2 separate regions of the Ovis aries genome follow, and region 2 is linked to region 1. The links are chromatin contacts, called in public Hi-C maps. All regions are on one chromosome and are shown on one strand. The core of a region is the stretch at or near the end of the contact, and the rest is flanking DNA. Distances in the headings are between cores, read along the strand shown. Region 1 overlaps LOC132659635 (a long non-coding RNA gene). Region 2 holds the start of CD9 (CD9 molecule).

Region 1 (2,899 bases), core at 194-2,693:
GGCCTCTAACAGGCCAAGTGAAGTGAAGTCACTCAGTTGTGTCTGACTCTTTGCAACCCACAGACTAGAGCCTACCAGGTCTCCTGTCCATGGGATTTTCCAGGCAAGAGTACTGGAGTGGGTTGCCATTTCTTTCTCCAAGGCATCTTCCCGACCCAGGAATTGAACCCAGGCCTCCCACATTACATGCAGACACTTTACCCTCTGAGCCACCAGGGAAGCCCCTAACAGGCCAAACAGTTCTCAAAGCTTTCTGAGAGGCTGTTCTCAGGATATAACGCCTCAGTTTGGCACCAAATGGGAGATAAAAATCTCCCATTTCTTTCTTAGATGGGCCAGTTAATTTTTGTGTTGACACCTGCACCTCACCAATATTTGAAGTCAGTCTCATGCATGCAGCCTCTGAATTCAAGAGGTCTGGATTTAACTCCCACACACTGCTTCCTAGCTGTGTGATCTTGGGCAAGTTACCTAACTTCTCTGAGCATGTTTCCCCAGCCCCCATATGAGGATAAGAGTAGTGTTTGTGTCTTAGTGCAATTGTGAGAATCAAGCAATCCACGAAGAACACGCAGGGGCACACAGTAAGTACCCCACAAAGATGAGCTATTAGGCATATATATTATTTATTATACATAATGGCAGACTAGGTGCCAGGAACAATTTTAAGCACTTTCCACGGGCTGGTGAGTAGGAGGTCCCGATTCAGGAGCTCGGTCTCCCCTCTGGGGCCTTAGGACAAGTCACCTCCCTGCCTGGGCTGGATCGCCCACGCGAGGCCGGGGCCCAGGCTCCGCGAGGTCTAGGGCAGCTCTGACCCCCAAGGTCTGAGTCAGACCCTCTCCGGGCACCGGGCATCGGGCACCAGGTTGGGAAGAGGCGGAAACAGCCTGCGCGCCAAGGAACGGGGTAGGTTTACTGCGTGCGGCTTTGGCGGCAGGGCGGGGTGACCCTGTTCTCTGCGCCGCCGCCTGCAGCCCACCGCACCCGGAGCATCTTAGCGGACCCCACCGGCCTGGCGGGAGCGGCTCCCCAGGGAAGCCCCCTCCTCTGGCCCCGCAGGCAAGACCACCGCCCACCCCGAGCCAGGGGCAGCGCCTCTGCGGCTCCCAAGCTGGCACCCGCCGCCCTGGATCATCAGCCCCGGTCGAGCGCGGAGTCTCCTCCCGAAGCCCCGGCCCCGAAGATGAAGACGCTGAGAGCGAGACTCAGGGCGCCCCCGCTTCGGGAAGGCCCGGGCCCTGCCGCTTGCAGGGCGGCGCCCCCGGGGCCCCTCCCTAGGGTCAGCTCCGGGCGGCTGCCGGGGCGCGGCGGGAGCGGGAAGCCGGAGGACGGCTGACTCATCTTCCCTCCCTCCCTCCCGCCGCCGTGAGTCACCCGCCCGCCCGGAGACCCGCTCCCTCCGCCCCCGCGGCGCCCCCTCGTGGCCACCGGGAAGCCCTGCCGCCCCTGCGCCCCTCCCCGCGCCCTGGGCCCCGCCCACTCCCAGCCCCTGCCCTGCCCCTCCTCTCCCTCGGCTGCTCCACCAGACGCCCTCTGTGCCTCAGTTCAGTTCAGTTCAGCCGCTCAGTTGTGTCCACTATTTGCGACCCCATGGACTGCAGCACGCCAGGCCTCCCTGTCCATCACCAACTCCCGGAATTTACTCAAGCTCATATCCATTGAGTCGGTCATGCCATCCAGCCATCTCATCTTCTGTCGCCCCTTCTCCTGCCCTCAATCTTTCCCAGCATCAGGGTCTTTTCCAATGAGTCAGTTCTTTGCATCAGGTGGCCAAAGTATTGGAGTTTCAGCTTCAGCATCAGTCCTTCCAATGAATATTCAGGACTGATCTCCTTTAGGATGGACTGGTTGGATCTCCTTGCAGTGCAAGGGACCCTCAAGAGTCTTCAACACCACAGTTCACATCAGTTCTTGTGCGTCTTGTGCGCTCAGCTTTCTTTATAGTCCAACTCTCACGTCCATACATGACTACTGGAAAGACCATAGCTTTGACTAGTCGGACCTTTGTTGGCAAAGTAATGTCTCTGCTTTTTAATATGCTATCTAGGTTGGTCGTAACTTTTCTTCCAAGGAGCAAGCGTCTTTTAATTTCATGGCTGCAATCAGTCTACAGTGATTTTGGTGCCCCCTTGGAGCCCCCCAAAATAAAGTCTACCACTGTTTCCATTGTTTCCCCATCTATTTGCCATGAAGTGATGGGACCAGATGTCATGATCTCAGTTTTCTGGTGGCTCAGCTGGTGAAGAACCTGCCTGCAATGCGGGAGACCTGGGTTGGATCCCTGGGTTGGGAAGAACCCCTGGAGAAGGGAAAGGCTACCCACTCCAGTATTCTGGCCTAGAAAATTCCATGGACTGTATAGTCCATGGGGTCATTAAGAGCCAGACACGACTGAGCAACTCTGTGCTTAGTTTATGCGTTTATTTCACACTCACAGCCACCCTGGAGGAGGCAGGTGCCATTATGCACCCAAACTCAGAGAAGGAAAGGAAGACTTAGGTCACTGTATAATGACAATTTGTAGACCACTTATTTAAGCAACACGTTAATTCCACAGCAATTGGGGAATGAGAGATTATCCCCCCACCCTTTACAGGTCAGCTAACAGGAAAAGTCTCAGGAAAGGTAAACGCTTACTGTCATCCTCTAGCCTCTTGGCCACTCCCCCTCCTTCCCTGAAGACTGGGCTCCTGGCCCCAGGCTTGCTCTTCCCAGAAACTACTCACTCTACCAGGCGGCATCCATGCAAAAGACTTACCCATCACCGTGGCCTCTGATCCGGGTCCTCTTCCTCCCCCGTGATGAAAATTCTGACTCAGGCTAACACAGATGAACCTGAGGACATAATGTTCCCAGAAATAAGCCAGTCACACACATGTGCTGTATGATTCCACTT
Region 2 (2,916 bases), core at 68-2,567, 75 kb before region 1:
TTTTCCTTCTTTTTATGGGTAATATTTCATCATATATATTTTTTTTTCTTTATCTATTCATCTATTGATGGACACTTCTGTTGTTTCCATATCTTGGCTGCTAGAAATAATGTTACAATGAACATAGGGGTGCAAATATATTTCCAAATAGTGTTTTCATTTTCTTTGGACAAATACCCAGGAGTGGAATTGCTGCGTAGTTCTATTTTTAATTTTTTAAAGAACCTCCATACTGCTTTCCATAATGGTTGTATCAATTTGTATTCCCTCTCAACAGTTTTGGGGGCTTCCCCGGTGGCTCAGATGGTAAAGAATCTGCCTGCAATGCGGGACACCTGGGTTCAATCCCAGGGTTGGGAAGATCCCCTGGAGGAGAGCATGGCAACCCATGCCAGTATTCTTGCCCGGATAATCCCATGGACAGAGGCGCCTGGTGGGCTGCAGTCTATGGGGTCGCAAAGAGTTGGATACAACTGAGTGACTAAGCACAGCCCAACAATCGAGGAGGGTTCCCTTTTCTCCACATCCTAACCAACATTTGTCATTTGCTGGACATTTTGGAGCAGAGGAGAAACACCCTAAGAACTCTGGCACAGGAGCTCAAAGATGTGACAGTGGGCAGTGGCAAGGGCAAGAAGGAGGGTGATGAGGAGAAGAGGCAAGAACAGAAGCCAGGCTACAGCCTTTTTCTTCTCTGGGGCATCTAAACCACAGATCCAGGAAGCAACCCCACATTGTCCAGCTCTCAGACCTATCACTATTCATTGATGGTATTTCAGGATTACTTCCATAAGCCCCTACGAATCCTCCCATCCGGAAGGCAAGCCTCCATGTGCCGAGTGAAGAGTGTGCTTCAGAGTTAAAGTGTACAAGGAGCCACCCCAGGGAGACAGAAACAGGGCAGTTTCTCTTCAAATCGGGCCCCAAGCAAGAAGAGCCCTCATTCTGCGCGCCACCTTGGGTAAGGGGCCTCTGCCCTCACCACCCACCGGGGAAGTTCTCCCTAGGGCAGAGGGCTCGGGAGGGGCAGAATCCAGGAGAGAACCGAGAGGAGTGAGGCCTTCACATAATTCCAGGATGAAATCGGCCAAGGATGACGGCCTAGAAAGACTCCAGGACGGTTGGGAGAAAAGGGAAGGCAAGGCGGGAAGTCAGGTCCGGCCAACTAGGTGGGGAGCACTGAGACAGAGGCGGGACGAGCCGCGGGCCCCCGGACCTGGGCGGGGCGTGGCAGGTGGGCCGGGGGCGGGGCCTGCGGGGCGTGGGCGGGGCGGGGCCGGGACCCGGCACATGCGCACCGCGGCGTCGCGCGCCCGAGGAGTGGCACTTTTTAAAAGTGCAGCCCCGAGGCCAGCCAGCAGCCGCGCGCACCTCAGTCCACAGCCCGGTCCCGCCCGTCCCGGCCTCACGCGGCCCCGTTTCACATCTGTCCAACCCAGGCCACTCTAGCTCGCATCATGCCGGTCAAAGGAGGCACCAAGTGCATCAAATACCTGCTCTTCGGATTTAACTTCATCTTCTGGGTGAGTGAGTGGACGGCCGCGCGCGCCTCTCGGGGTCCACCTGTCCGCCCGGCGCACTCAGTCCGCGATCGGTTTTGCCGGGCACTCGCCCCGCCTGCGCGGGGAAGACTCCTGGCGGGGAGGAGAGGGCTCTGCGGCCGCCAGCTAACTCCTCGGCCCGAGTCGAGACGGGCGGGGCGGGCGGGTTGATCCGGGGCGCGTCCGAAGCGAGGCGGGCGGCTGAAGAGCCCTGATGAGCTGCGGTTGGAGTTGGTGTATGCTCCCACCCCGAGCCCCTCAGAGTGCAGGAGGAAGAATCAGAGCACCCCTCTGCTGGGGACTTAAGGCCCTGATCGTGGGAGGCTGTGGCGGACTGTGCGGCTCGTGACCCGGGCGGGGTCCCCCGAGTATCCGGGGCCGCGAGGAGGGGAAGGATGCGGACGCAAAAAGGGACTAATGACTCGCCAGGGACGCTCAGCCAAGAGCTGTTGGCACGTTTGCACGGGAGGGGAAGGGACGCCCCAACCGCGGATGTCGGCATCCCGGGACCCCATTCGTGAATGAAAGTCGGGGTCCCTCCTGCATCCCCGACCTCTCAGACTGATTCTGAGCCGGCGTGAGAAAGTCCGAGCTCCCTCGAAACTACCTGAAAGACTAGCTTGTCTTGATTTTTTTTTTCCCCAAAGGGCGATAAGTATCTGGACTGGAGAGAACTCCGAGGCAGTTGGGGAGAGTTGGGGCCGATGCTTATCGGCGCCCGCGTGGGATGAGTCCCGTGTTTCTCCATTTCCGGGAGGGATCAGGTGGCCACCCCACCTCCTCCCCCGCCAGCCCACCCAGAAGCCGGGTGGGGCCACCGGGAGCGGACTGTCACCTGGGGAGGACGCAGGCCTGGGAGTTCCAGGACTCCCGCTGCCGGCTACTGGCAGCTTCTCAGCCTACGGCAGCCTGAGGCGGGCAGCGGGGAAGGGGAGAGGCCCCTCGGAGCCCTCCCTAGGGGGATTAAGGGGCCCCCCAGAGACAGAGGCAAGGGGTAGGGGACTTGGTGTCCTAGTTCCAGGGTCACTTCCCCCGCTCACAGGTGGACGGTTTTTCCCCTTTGCCATTAGGAAGGCATTTGGAAAGGCAGACCCTGTGCCGCTCTCCAGAGAGAGATGGCTATAGAAGCAGGGGCATGCCACAGGAGGCTTGTAACAAAACTACTTATTCACTCGGATCTGTTTCCCCATGAGCCCCAGGGGAAAGTCTCACAAGATTTGCTCCTCTCCCTGGAGCTGACAGGGTATGAGATGGACCTGCCCTTGTTCAAGTCATCACACCAAACACCTGCCCTAGTGAAGGTGGAGCATAGACGTGCCTTGCCCAGTCCAGGGCCTGCTCTAGGGAGACCCTCCATTCCCATCAGTCCCAGCAG

What was found. A called contact is a pair of places that touch in the nucleus more often than the background predicts.
Region 2: a Hi-C map of tail adipose tissue shows a contact between it and region 1, with 5 times the contacts expected there. The contact joins the promoter of CD9 here to the enhancer-like site in region 1. A contact is called at or near these places in 11 of 16 Hi-C or Micro-C datasets (blood, hypothalamus, liver and 4 more).

The regions. Positions count from the first base shown.
Region 1 is chr3:209,912,960-209,915,858 of ARS-UI_Ramb_v3.0, reverse strand. It overlaps LOC132659635 (a long non-coding RNA gene), which reads left to right. Exons shown (of 3, transcript XR_009600295.1): 3 at 1-2,795. Among named protein-coding and RNA genes, the nearest start is that of PLEKHG6, 25 kb to the right of the region's middle. Within about 2 kb of position 1,443, at least 40 of the 54 cell types and tissues checked have an H3K27ac peak or open chromatin away from gene starts, as enhancers often do. A contact at or near this core is called in hypothalamus, liver and tail adipose tissue, where this site is marked.
Region 2 is chr3:209,987,837-209,990,752 of ARS-UI_Ramb_v3.0, reverse strand. CD9 (CD9 molecule) reads left to right here and starts at 1,317. Exons shown (of 8, transcript NM_001114764.1): 1 at 1,317-1,523. The coding sequence starts at 1,458. LOC132659636 (a long non-coding RNA gene) reads left to right here and starts at 1,921. Exons shown (of 2, transcript XR_009600296.1): 1 at 1,921-2,916.